Regions from separate parts of the Mus musculus genome. Here all the other regions are linked to region 3. A link is a contact called in public HiChIP or PLAC-seq and Micro-C data. All regions are on one chromosome and are shown on one strand. Each heading gives the region's core, a stretch centred on a gene start, on an enhancer-like site or on the middle of the called end of the contact. The rest is flanking DNA. Distances are from core to core; before and after follow the strand shown.

Evidence for each region. A called contact is a pair of places that touch in the nucleus more often than the background predicts. HiChIP or PLAC-seq counts read pairs in DNA pulled down with a chosen protein or histone mark.
Region 1: an H3K4me3 HiChIP or PLAC-seq map of craniofacial prominence shows a contact between it and region 3, with 5 times the contacts expected there. The contact joins the enhancer-like site here to the promoter of 5430421F17Rik in region 3. A contact is called at or near these places in 2 of 39 promoter capture datasets (the SN4741 cell line and pre-B cells), 2 of 484 Hi-C or Micro-C datasets (bone marrow-derived macrophages and muscle stem cells), 14 of 115 datasets of contacts at active chromatin or transcription factors (cardiomyocytes, craniofacial prominence, embryonic basal ganglia and 10 more) and 4 of 9 other capture datasets (adipose tissue, embryonic trunk, liver and 1 more).
Region 2: a contact with region 3 is called in an H3K4me3 HiChIP or PLAC-seq map of forebrain, with 7 times the contacts expected there. The contact joins the promoter of Fgfr1 here to the promoter of 5430421F17Rik in region 3. A contact is called at or near these places in 25 of 39 promoter capture datasets (the 3T3-L1 cell line, 3T3-L1-derived adipocytes, the C10 cell line and 18 more), 4 of 484 Hi-C or Micro-C datasets (bone marrow-derived macrophages, embryonic stem cells and muscle stem cells), 20 of 115 datasets of contacts at active chromatin or transcription factors (the NIH/3T3 cell line, bone marrow-derived dendritic cells, craniofacial prominence and 15 more) and 3 of 9 other capture datasets (adipose tissue, liver and pancreatic islet).
Region 4: a Micro-C map of embryonic stem cells shows a contact between it and region 3, with 2.4 times the contacts expected there. The contact joins the enhancer-like site here to the promoter of 5430421F17Rik in region 3. A contact is called at or near these places in 1 of 484 Hi-C or Micro-C datasets (embryonic stem cells) and 5 of 115 datasets of contacts at active chromatin or transcription factors (bone marrow-derived macrophages, craniofacial prominence, embryonic basal ganglia and 2 more).

What each region holds. Positions count from the first base shown.
Region 1 is chr8:25,535,768-25,538,582 of GRCm38.p6, reverse strand. The region is part of intron 2 of Fgfr1 (fibroblast growth factor receptor 1); the gene reads right to left. It overlaps Gm31288 (a long non-coding RNA gene), which reads left to right. Exons shown (of 3, transcript XR_003947368.1): 1 at 1-1,266. Among named protein-coding and RNA genes, the nearest start is that of Gm31288, 8.6 kb to the left of the region's middle. Within about 2 kb of position 1,257, at least 239 of the 459 cell types and tissues checked have an H3K27ac peak or open chromatin away from gene starts, as enhancers often do. A contact at or near this core is called in adipose tissue, cardiomyocytes, craniofacial prominence and 10 more, where this site is marked.
Region 2 is chr8:25,517,265-25,520,113 of GRCm38.p6, reverse strand. It overlaps Fgfr1 (fibroblast growth factor receptor 1), which reads right to left and starts at 1,355. Exons shown (of 18, transcript NM_010206.3): 1 at 685-1,355. Gm31288 (a long non-coding RNA gene) reads left to right here. Exons shown (of 3, transcript XR_003947368.1): 3 at 1-426. RefSeq lists promoters at 1,216-1,430, 1,216-2,190.
Region 3 is chr8:25,304,721-25,307,547 of GRCm38.p6, reverse strand. It overlaps 5430421F17Rik (RIKEN cDNA 5430421F17 gene), which reads left to right and starts at 1,278. Exons shown (of 3, transcript NR_040352.1): 1 at 1,278-1,393; 2 at 1,828-1,922; 3 at 2,815-2,827.
Region 4 is chr8:25,464,226-25,466,989 of GRCm38.p6, reverse strand. Gm31045 (a long non-coding RNA gene) reads left to right here. Exons shown (of 4, transcript XR_378820.2): 3 at 1,833-2,080. Among named protein-coding and RNA genes, the nearest start is that of Gm30978, 11 kb to the right of the region's middle. Within about 2 kb of position 1,314, at least 250 of the 459 cell types and tissues checked have an H3K27ac peak or open chromatin away from gene starts, as enhancers often do. A contact at or near this core is called in bone marrow-derived macrophages, craniofacial prominence, embryonic basal ganglia and 2 more, where this site is marked.

The sequences.
Region 1 (2,815 bases), core at 8-2,507, 230 kb before region 3:
AGTCTACATTTTGCTGAATTCCCGGGCCCTCTTACCCACTTTGCCTACACATTCAGGGTCTGGGGAACGGCTGCTTTCAGGCTAACCAAGAGTACCGCTGCCCCCAAATCACCTCTCTTACAGGAGCTATCCCAGGAGGCTCAGGAGCACAGCAACTCAGCAGATAGGACCACCGGTGTACTGGGTTTCAACTCTCACCCTAGCCTTGCTCCGTATGCAGGACATGATTCCCGAATGAAGACAGCAGGAACCATGTGTGGTATGGGGTAAGTGGACAGTGGTGTTAGCCAAAGACCCGATGGGGTGAGGGAGGCAGTGGCTCAAGCCCAGGGCTCTCTACTTACAGCCATTTAGAGGGCCCAGGTGACTAGGTTCCTACCGGTCACACTACAGGCTGACAGAGCAAACTAAAAGTCAGAGGCAGCCCAGACTCCAAAAGGCTTCTCTTAAGGCCATGGGTCTCAACCTCCTAACACTGCGACCATTAAATACAGTTCCTCGTGTTGTGGTGACCCCACCATCACCATAAGATTATTTTGTTGCTACTTCCTAACTGTAATTGTGACACTGTTATGCATCTGAGAATCTGTTATGAGCACTGTTACGAAGCTGAGGAGAGAGAGCAGCCGGGTCACTCCCGGTTAGGGGAGAAACAGTTGTCTGGTTTCCAGGGAAGAGGGAAGTAAGGATGTGGGGGATGGGGGGTGGGGATGGGGGGGATGAGCAAAGAGACTTCCCAATAGCCTCGAGGAATGAGGCCTTATAAAAACAGGGCAGAGCTGCTGGTCAGACTCTCTGACCTGGCTCTCACCTCCTGGATAATGATCCCCAGAAGTCACTTCCCCAAGGCCATCAATGACATCCCAGAGACACCCTGCTCCTTGACAGAAAGGACCCATTGCTTAGGCCCTGCCCACCCACTCGGGACGCAGCAGAAGCACGCTCTCACAGAAGCCAGCTCCCTCCGGTTCTGCCCTCCCCACAGGTAGTCCCAGACTCGGGGTGACAGAATCCTGGCTGGATTCTTTGTATGGCCTCCCTCCCTGCCCCCCCACCCCTACTCCCCCACCGACAGCAAGTCCTCTGGACAACCATTTGTTCTTTCTTCCCTGAGAAATTCCTCCTCCTCCCCCCTTACTTTGGGGAGCGGCTGGCAACGGCAGAGTGGAAAAATGAGTGAGGCTAATGGTGTAGCAATGCGGAGGCCCGAGCCAAGAACACAGCCTTGAGCGGCTCGGCTGCCCGGGGCCTCGCTGATCCGGACACGTGAGTACCCTCACATTCTCTCACAGGCTGAGCACGGCCCTCCCTCCCCACCCCACCCCCCTCCGCTAGCAAGCACCTTTCAGAAGCGCTGGTTCTACCTCCAGGGAGGGGATGCACAATGACGTAGGGAAACCTGGCAACAGACTTCATGGACCTAACCCCCCAACCCTCGCTTGAACAACAACAAAGGGGGGGGGCATCATTTAACACCTTTCATTCTGGAATCCTCTACTGTCCAGTGGGTTAGAAACAAACAAGGTCTTTTCACAAGAAATTTTACTGGGGGTGGAGGGTGGCCACGGTGTGTCCCCCAAAGTGTTCCAAGCCAGCTATGTAACCTTACTCCTTAGGTCACACCAACAAGCAAAAGCTGCCTGGACTACAGCCTGCCTGTCAGTGATACACACTGCATACCTAGCTAGACTCCCAGGCAGCTAGGTTGAAATCCACACCCTCTTGGACCAGTGGCAGCTCAGGACCCCTAGTGGGGTGGGCGTGGGAGGGCTACCAGGGAGCTACAGCTGAGGCCAGGGCCAGATTTTGGCAGCACCCCCAGCCTTTCCCCATAGGCACAGGTTTTTTCGGCAGAACAAGGACAAAGCCGGGCTTTGTGGTACACAGCGGGCCTGCAGCCTGCAGCTTTTCCATTTAACGTAACCTCTCCTCCCTCATCCTGCCACCAGACTCCTTCAAATCTGGGTGGGTGGGAGGAGCTGTAAAACCTCAGCCATTAAATCTCTTATGAGATGCAGGTTTCTGTGGACGGAGGAAAGCATTTCAAGGCTGGAAGTCTCACACTGGCTTGCTCCTTTAGGGTGCTCAGGGAACAGGGAAGCAGAGGCCGCCATTCCCAACTACAAGTGGCCCTGCAAAGTTTTGGACGTACCCACTCACTGATGCCTCAAGTCCTGCTCTCGGAGACAAATACATGCAAGCAGTCTTCCTCAGACTCCTAAACTTTTGGAAGCCGGTATTCTGCCCCTGGGCCTGTGTCCCAGTTTCATTTTACACACAAACCCCAAAACCCAATCTGAAGAAACAAAGCTTAAGACTCGGTAATATGGCAAACGGGAGAAGGACGGGGTGGGGTGGGGTGGGAGAGGAGGCTGGTTTTCCTGGAATCCTTATTAAATCAACTTTGTAAGGACAGCCAGAAACTGCAGGCCTCCTGGGTCCCTTCAGGGCAGGGGCGTTTGCAGAGGACTGCCAGGATTGTGCTCAGTCAGGGGAGGGGCTGCCATCTCCTCGCCGCCTCCCCTAAAGCCTTCCCAAGTGCAAGCAAAGTCTGGGATGATTTGTTTTTAACTTGTGGACCAATCTTTGTCACATAAAGTACAGTTGTTTTGTATTGTTTTGTTTTTAAAGACAATAGCAGCATTACTTAATCATCAGCATGGCCAAGACTACAGTACACGGCATGTCTGTGAGGTTCCAAAGTTTACAGGGCATGGACAGGGCATATTCCTCTGACATCACAGTTAATAGTGGGTCTGTGTTCTTTCAAAACTGCCCCCCCCCCACAACAGGGTGTGGTGGCATAAGTCTTTAA
Region 2 (2,849 bases), core at 106-2,605, 210 kb before region 3:
AGATAAAATAGAACATTACCACCACCACCACCATCACCCCTCAAAAGGGGGGGGAATCTTTGCTCGCTCTCCGCTAAAGCCGATTCAGCCATTTGGTGACGACACCTCCTTCAAACCTATTCCAAGACAAGCTAGCCTTCCCCGCCACTTCCTTTCCTCTTCAACCCCCCAACCTGGACCCCAGACTTGCCCGGAGGTAGGAAAACACTTGAAAAGATCCCAGATGTAGGGTGTTGAGCTTAAAGCCACCGGCTGAAACGGGGTGAATCCGCAAGAGGACCAAAAGATAGATGATGTACACACACACACACACACACACACACCCTCCATCTCCCGGCCCATTCCCGCCCTCCTCCCCAGTAGGGAACACACAGCTTCCGCCGCCTTCTCCTGGGCCAAGAGGGTCGGGGTCTGGACTCGGAGCGCAGCAGCCTCCTCGCTAGCTCCGGAGCGCGAGTTGGCGGAAAAGTTAGGCAGCGGGCAGCAGCAGCGGGCCCAGCGCGCGGGGAGGGGGCGCGGGCAGCGACACTGGCCGAGGGAGGAGGGACAGGGGCGCCGGGGAGGGAGCGGAGTCGGGGGTGGGGTGGGGGATTGGAGGAGGGAGGCGCGGGCTGCGACTGGCGAAGCGCGGGGGCCGCTCGGGACGCCCAGCCAGCCGGCTCTGCGGGCGCCGGCGACTCTTACCTCACTTGGCGCTGCGGTCCCGCCTCTGGAGAGCTCGCCGTGGCGCGGCGGGTGTCTGTGTCTTGCGCTCCCGCCGCTCGTCTCCGGGCTCCGTTCAGATCCTGATGGGGTCTCGAGGGCTCCGCGGCCGAGGCACGACTCCCGGCGGCACTCCGAGCCGGGCGCCTCCAGCCCGGGCGGGAACAATGGAGCCGAAGCTGGTGCCCCGGAGGCGGGGCGGGGGGGAGGGCTCGGGTCCGCCGCCCGGGGTCCCCAGATCGTGCGCCCCCCGCTCTCCAGTACGCAGCGGCGGCGGTGGCGGCGTCTCAGGCTTCTGGCAGCCCGAGTTCCATCACCCCTCCTGGGGCTCCGGCGTGCATTGACTGCAGCACGGCTGTGGTGCGCCCCTGGGACCTGAGAAAAGTCCTCGGTCTCCGCTGCTTTTCCAGCTGCGGCGCGCGCTCGCGGCCGGGAAAGGCGAGGTCGCCGCAATGCGCTAAGCACAGTCTCAGTCCAGTCCGGACGTCTCGGCCCCGCTTCCCTGCGCAGCCCGGGTCCTCTGCACGCAGCGGCTGCACCAGGGTTCCGGCTCCCGTTCCGCGCCGCCCGCAGCGGAGAGCCCCGCCAAAGTACCCGCAGGAGCGCTCCGAGCGCTGTGCGCCGGCGAGGCGCGAGGGCTCGCTCTCTCACTCCCACCCGGCGCTAGTCCCACCTCCTCCTCCTCCCCTTGCAGTTGCCTGCTGGGCCTTGTAGTTCTCAAGCTGCAGCCCCGGAGAAGCCTGGAGCGAGCAGAACTGCTCTACAGTCTGGTCTAACTTGAGTTTTCGCCTGGAGGGCGCCCGAATTTCAGACTGTGTGTAGATCAGCGATTTGGGGACAGGAGTGGAGGGTGGGGAGGGGCGGGTGCCTGGCTATAATTTTGAGGTTGCACTGGGCAACTTGGTCTTTGGTTATCTCTGTGCCTTGGGGTATGATTTTCGTGCTCTAAATCTCGGTTTTCCCGTCTCTAAAAGGAATAAATAGGACCCTCACATAGCTTACAATATACGAACTGTTTTTATTGATGGATCGGTTGACTTTCCCCCTCAGACCCTTTCCTTGGATCTCAACTTTCCCCAGCCACATAATTTAGGTTTTGTGGTTCACGCTGGAATGGACCCTGCAAATTCTACAGTGCTGTTCATGGTAGCCTTAGAAATCACCAGCTTTCAGGAAGCAACCGAAGAGAGGAGGGGTTTTTGTTTTTTTTTTTTTTCGGATGGGGGGGGATGTTTGTTTACTTGCTTGCTTGTTTTGTTTTGTTTGCCTTAGGAATTAATCAGAGTCAAACCAGAGCCTCCACAGTATACTATGAACCTCAAAGAAAATCGCTGAAATGCCCTTCCCACCAGGTCCCTCCACAGAGATGTTAATCTGTGGCTCTTTAATCCAATGAGTCCAGTGGACGTGAATCATATTGAGATTGTTAAAAAATAAAAATTTTTGATCCTGCTTGGACATGAGAAATCCCGATGTTTTGATGAAGCATGCTAACAATTCTGAGACAGCCAGTGGGGCCTTCGCCTCGTTGCAGGAGCTCACTTTCCAGCAGTCTAAAATGATGATGTACATATGCAATCCTAGCCCTGGAGGGTCAGAGACTTAAGATCACCGTTGGCCACATAGGGACTGAGACGACAGCCTGTGCTTACAGACCCTGTCTCAAACAAATCAAACACAGGGGTTGGCGATGCAGCTTTGACAAAGGCAAAGACAGTGCTTTGATTCCAGCACACTCTAGACCTGACTAGGTGGTTGGTACCTGTTGGTTTGCTGCATAGCAGTGGGGTGGGGGCTCTGCAAATTTTCCTGGTGACTGTGATGTGATGTCTACTTGGGGACCACTGGAAGGGTGGAATATGTCACACTAGGTGTGAATTCCACCACTCAAAGACTTTGGGCATGTCACGAATCTGATAAGATCTAGTCCCTCTATGGGTCTCCCCCATGAGAAGCAGACTGAATGAATGTAAGTGTGCCAAAAGGGTCACACATGTGAAAGCCATCATGAGGGGGACTGTTCTATTCCGCTTCCACAGAGCAAGCCATGACAGCTTGAATACCAAACAATCCAACTCTTCCCTCCACATTGAAGACTAAGAGTTTCTAAGACAGTTTTCTATGTGACCACCAGGTGAAAAAATGGG
Region 3 (2,827 bases), core at 29-2,528:
CTTTAATTAAGTAAATAACCCAAAAGTTTTAGGAAAATGGCCAACGTGAAAAGTCCAGGGGGCCTCAGCTACCTAAAGGTTCACAGTTTCTTCCATGTGGTCTGGAAAAGGGACCCTTTTAGATACAGCAACAGGAGAAGCTCTGCTCGCCAAGGAAAGAGAAGACGAGCCTAGACTCCATGGTGGCTGTCAGCCAGCAAAATCCCACAAGGATTGTGATTTGCATTCCAGGCCTTGTCCTTCGAGCCTTGCAGTAAACAGCACAGCAGCTCCCTTGTACATTAGCTCAGAAATATTGACTCCCTCTCCATCCTTCTGGGAGCTCTCGGTGTCTAGAGGCTTCTTTTGGGTCACAGGCGGTCTCTGCCTTCCTCGGGAGGTTAAAGGGTTCAGCTCTTCTTTTATTACCAAAATGTGAATCCCATAATCACATTGCTCCCACTGTTGAGTTAGCTGACCCCGCGAATCGACTGTTTTCATCAGAGAGATACCGTGAGCTACAATGGTATTTAGAGTGACGCAATGCCAAACCGAGGGAAAAGAGCATTCAGAAACAGTTACTGATACAAAATCATCTGGGCCTTTGGGAAGGGGAGAGAAAGCTCACGGCTTCCTCAGCCAGGGACCTCCCTAATAGTACAGGCTGCAAGCTCATTCTGGGGTAATTGTAGAGGCCTTGCCTGCCTCCTCCTGCCTACAGTTTCAACAGGCTCCTGTTCTCTGCCTCAGCTTTCAGCACACACCCAGGCAAACACACAGATAGATGCACATCCGCACCGACTCTTCAATGGCAGGTAGAGTCTGCACTCACCATCATTCCTGTTAGCACACTGACTTTACAAGATTAACCTCAAACCGACAGTTTAATTCCTGGGATTTTTTGACCTACTATGTGTATGTGTGCGCGCAAATGTTCAATTCACTTGGCTGTGTTAATTACAGATGAGTGAGCCCTACCGCAGTCTTCTTTACCAGTTTAGTGATACAGTTTGGGGACCAATTTTAAAGTCTTTGAGAAAGGATAGATGCCAAAGTGCCCTGTTTCCCACTAATCCACAGTGAGCAGCTTGCAAACCATGTCTAAAATTGTCCTCAATTCCAAGTTCTTTCTATACAATCAACCTCTCCAATATAATAATTCTAAAACCTTTTCTTGATCTCTGCTTTTAATAAAGTACATTTAGAGAGGATATGAATTCCAGATTTGATTTCAGACTCTGGGGATGTATATTCCTCTTCTGGAACGTGTATATCCGGTCCTGGGGTGAAAAGGGGCGGAGGGAGAGAGTGTGTGTTTCCACAGCATAACAAACATTCCTTGTATGGCTTGTGCTGTTTACACACTCAGCACATAGGGGAGAGGCAAAGAAGCCTGGGATAATGTTAGAGTCAGGTAAGGAATACTCTGCTGGTGCCGGGTGCCGGGTGCCGGGTGCCGGGTGCCGGGTGCCGGGTGCCGGGTGCCGGGTGCCGGGTGCCGTTGCCAACCTCTTTCTCTTGCTAATGTTTGGAGTTTTGTTTTTGGGTTTGGTTTTTTTTTTTTTTTCCCCTGTAGATGAATAACAACTACAGCGAATAAAGGATCCAGTGGATTCAGTTTTAGGTGATACTTGAGAAAGGGAGAAGGAAAGGGAAAGGGAGAGGGAGAGGGAGAGGGAGCGAGGGAGAGAGGGAGAGAGGGAGAGAGGGAGAGAGGGAGAGAGGGAGAGAGGGAGAGAGGGAGAGAGGGAGAGAGGGAGAGAGTCAGATAGACAGACTTTGTTTGATCACTGTCCTATCAATTCCTAAGCACTTTTGGCATAATGACTGGAATCTCCCCACCCCTAGGTATGACCTTGCCAGAGACCGGATTCCAGTCGTGGGATTCTCCTGCATAAAGGCTGGAAGAAATGATCTGGGCTGCTGAGCACAGGAAGCAGAAGGTGTGCTTCTGACTCATAACCCCCTCCGCTCGAGTGTGTCAGAGCATCTCCTGTGGAGTTGGAGAGATGCAGCCAGCTGGAGCTTGGGGCTAGGATAGGAAGCTTTGTCTCCTGTGGTGGGCTTGCTACCCAGGTGCCTTTGAATCATATAGCTCAGGGTTGACTCCTGAGTGTGACAAACAGAGATAGTAACTTAAATCTGCCGGCTTGTGGTTCAAATGAGCCCTGTCTTGTACTTGAAAAGGAGGTTAGGTGATGGCCTGGAGTTGCCAAAGCAGACACCTCAGTATAGGAGGATTCTCAGAGACAGTCTGATTTGTCCTCTGAGACCCCACGCCACTGTGTCGTGGAAGACAAACTTAGTTTTCTAGTCTCGTTTCCATCTCATGTTCCGGAACAGATTTCTTTGGATAATTTTATCTCTTTTGGAGAAATGCTGGTCTTTTAGATGTCCATGTCTCCCTTTCTTCATCGGGGTGGCCCCTGGGCATATAACAGAGAGGAGCAAGCTTGCTTCCATACGGTATTTCCTGATTACCCTCTATGTCTGATGGAATGTGGCTGGTCAGCTCTCCCTGGACCAGTGACTGTATGTCCTGGCCGTTGGCATTCAGCCAGGGTCTGTTCTAAAGCCTATTGTTGGATCGCTTGTGGTTCTGAGTCAGAGCCCAGGTTCCTTTTTTCCCTAATTCCTCTCCTCCTTAACCAAATCCCAGCCCTGGTTCAGTGGGCTGCTGGGTTTGGCTGGGATGCTGTAACGCTATGGAGGTCAGGACCCTAGCAATGTGTCTGGTAGCCCTTGGCCCCAGTGCCATCCTGATGCCACCACAGACTTCCTCTCTGGTAAATTCTGCAGCCAGACTCAACCAGACTCTGTGCCCCACCCCTGCAGGAGCCCAGAGGAA
Region 4 (2,764 bases), core at 65-2,564, 160 kb before region 3:
GCTGTAGACATAGTACCTGCTTAGTTAATATGGAATAGGAACAATTAACCCATTGCCAGAAGCCCCTCTTTGAAGTTTGGGTCAACTCTGAGCCATATGGGAATCAGTGGATGTGACAATTAAAACTCATACCCAACCTCAGACCTGATCTTCAGAGTTAATAGGTTTGGGGCTGGTGAGATGGCTCAACAGGTAAGAGCACCTGATTGCTCTTCTGAAGGTCCTGAGTTCAAATTCCGGCAACCACATGGTGGCTCACAACCATCTGTAACGAGATCTGACTCCCTCTTCTGGTGTGTCTGAAGACAGCTACAGTGTACTTACATATAATAAAAACATAAATAAATCTTTTAAAAAAAGAGTTAATAGGTTCAAGCTCTTCACCCTCACTTAGCCATTTTTCTTGAACTGCTAAAGTCAACCCCCTATTTTATCCATTCCTTTTCGTGGAAACTGAGCCGTGAGGACAACGTGGCCACCAAGCTGATGGCTAAGGGAAGGAAAACATCAGCAATCCCGTGAAGGTGACACTTCTGTGGTGTCCCAGAAGCAAATTCTGAATCATGTAGGTCAGGGCTGCCAAAAGGCCTGGCTGGTGCAGGGAGAGACTTCTGATCTGGGTGGGGCAAGAAGGGGAGGGGGGAGGTGGGGCAGGGAGGAGGGAAAGGAGTCAAGGAGTCAAGTGAATCTAGGTCTAGGGCTGTCTGGTACAGTGCTTGCTGCCTTCTAGGTTATTTAACCATTCCAGCCATTAAGACAAGCCCCTTTTGCACGGGGCTGCTCTGAGTGCATTTTAGTTGAAAGATGCAACGTCATCTCATTCCTTCTGGGAAAGGAGAAAGGACCCACTGTATACTCAGACACCGATCGAGGATGCCGTGCCAGCCTCAGTTGCACCTCGCTGTCCTAGGCCGCAGCGGTGGTGTTTGGCTATGGTCCCCTCTGCAAAATGCAAGGGGGTCCGGGTTGACGGATTTCAGAAGTCCTCTCCTCCCGCTGCCTGAAGAATTCCGCGCTGCTGCTCCACAGGGGGTGGGGGAGGGGAAGTGTTCCGCAGGAAGAAGGGACAGATGGCTCCCGCTGGACTGTGTTCAGAAATGTGGTGTGTGATATACAGCGTGAATGAAGTGTGGTGCCCTTTAAACACAGCCTCCCCCCTGCGCTCCACTCTGCCTGGCTCCCTGATTCTCATTCACAGTACACCATCACTCTCCCACGGGCAAACCTCAGATACTTTTGCGCTGGAGCATACACATACACCAGCAGACTCTGACACACACTCGGTGACTCACCGCTGAGCCATCAGTACACACAGAGGGTGACTCAGCAGGGACCCTCATAGGCAGGCTCACACTCAACTGCAGTTGATGTGCACAGAGGGCCTCTGCAGCAGCGGTAGGCAATCCCACCTCCCACTGGGGTCCTTGGTTGAGAGTCTCTCGGAGGCCTGCAAATGATTTGCATTCTTGGCTCCTTGGAACTGCCTGTTCTTTGTCTTGTGTTTATGGCTCAACCGTTTCCCTACCTTGTTCCCCCCACTGGCTGGTTTGGGAGCTCAGCAAGCAATCCAACAGTCCCTGGCCAGCCAAAGAGGCTTTTGTTTCTAAGAAACTTCTTAGCTCTTCATGAGTTCTTTCCCCACAGGGTCTCATCCCTCCCTGGCCTGGATACCTCTGGCCCAGCTTCCCAGGGTCCATGATTGGCAAGTCTCCACTATTCATGCCCTTTGAGTGGTACCTTTCACAAGATGAGGGGGACCGAGGGTGGGCCACACATGTTGAGGGTGGATAACTGGATGGAAGATGGTCTCTGAGGGCCCCCTCTCTTCCTAGTAGTCCAGACAGATGCTTCTTGGACACTGTCTTGGTACTGAGCAAGACCAGCTCTCTCTTCCTGACGATCAGAGAAGCGACGGTATTATATGTCTCCGTATGATGGACAGCCTTATGGGCCTCAGCTCCCACATGGACCTACCGCAGAGTGAGCGATATAGGCTCAAAGAACAGCAGGCAGAAGATGGGACTCCAAGCAACCAGGTATCTTGGCTGGCACATGGCTTCTGTTGTGGTTCAATCTGAAGGTGAGAAAGTCCTGATGCTGCCTCGGACCTGCTTTTCGCCTCTCTCACGGGATGTCACAAATAAAAGATGGGAGCAGAGAAGATCGAGGGAGGGAATAGTCAGTTGTGGTCAGGTGCTTCAAGCTTTGTCTATTTCTCCAATCCCCACACCCCCAACTCCCCACCACCCCCAGTGTGCCTCTCTTCAGTACTGGAGCATATGACATACTAGCTAGGTGAGTGCTGTTGTATACCACTGAGTCCCATTCTTAGCTCATCTCAACCTAATAGCCCTGTAGCCCCACTAACATTACCCACTTGAGCCTGGTCCCTTTGGCTATCCAATGCCCACAGACCCCTCTCTGTCCTTTCAGAAGATGTGGTTACAGGAGCAGATAAAACCTGTATTGTGACCAGGCCTTGGGACACAAAGTGGTACCCAAGAAACAGTAGGGAAAGATGCCAAAGACATGTGCTGCCTTCGGTTGGGAAGTGGGAGGGGTTTGCTCTAGGTCCTCCCTGACTACAGCAACAGAGTCCTAGATGAGTCCCTTCTCCAGACTGCATAGCACTAGGCTGAGTGCTGTCCTGGGAGCAGGAGTGGGCTATCTACTCAGGAATCCTGGCTAGGTGATGCTCCATGGGACTCTCCTCTTCTCTGATACCTTCCCCATGATTTATGCCTAGAAACACAGGCATGCACAT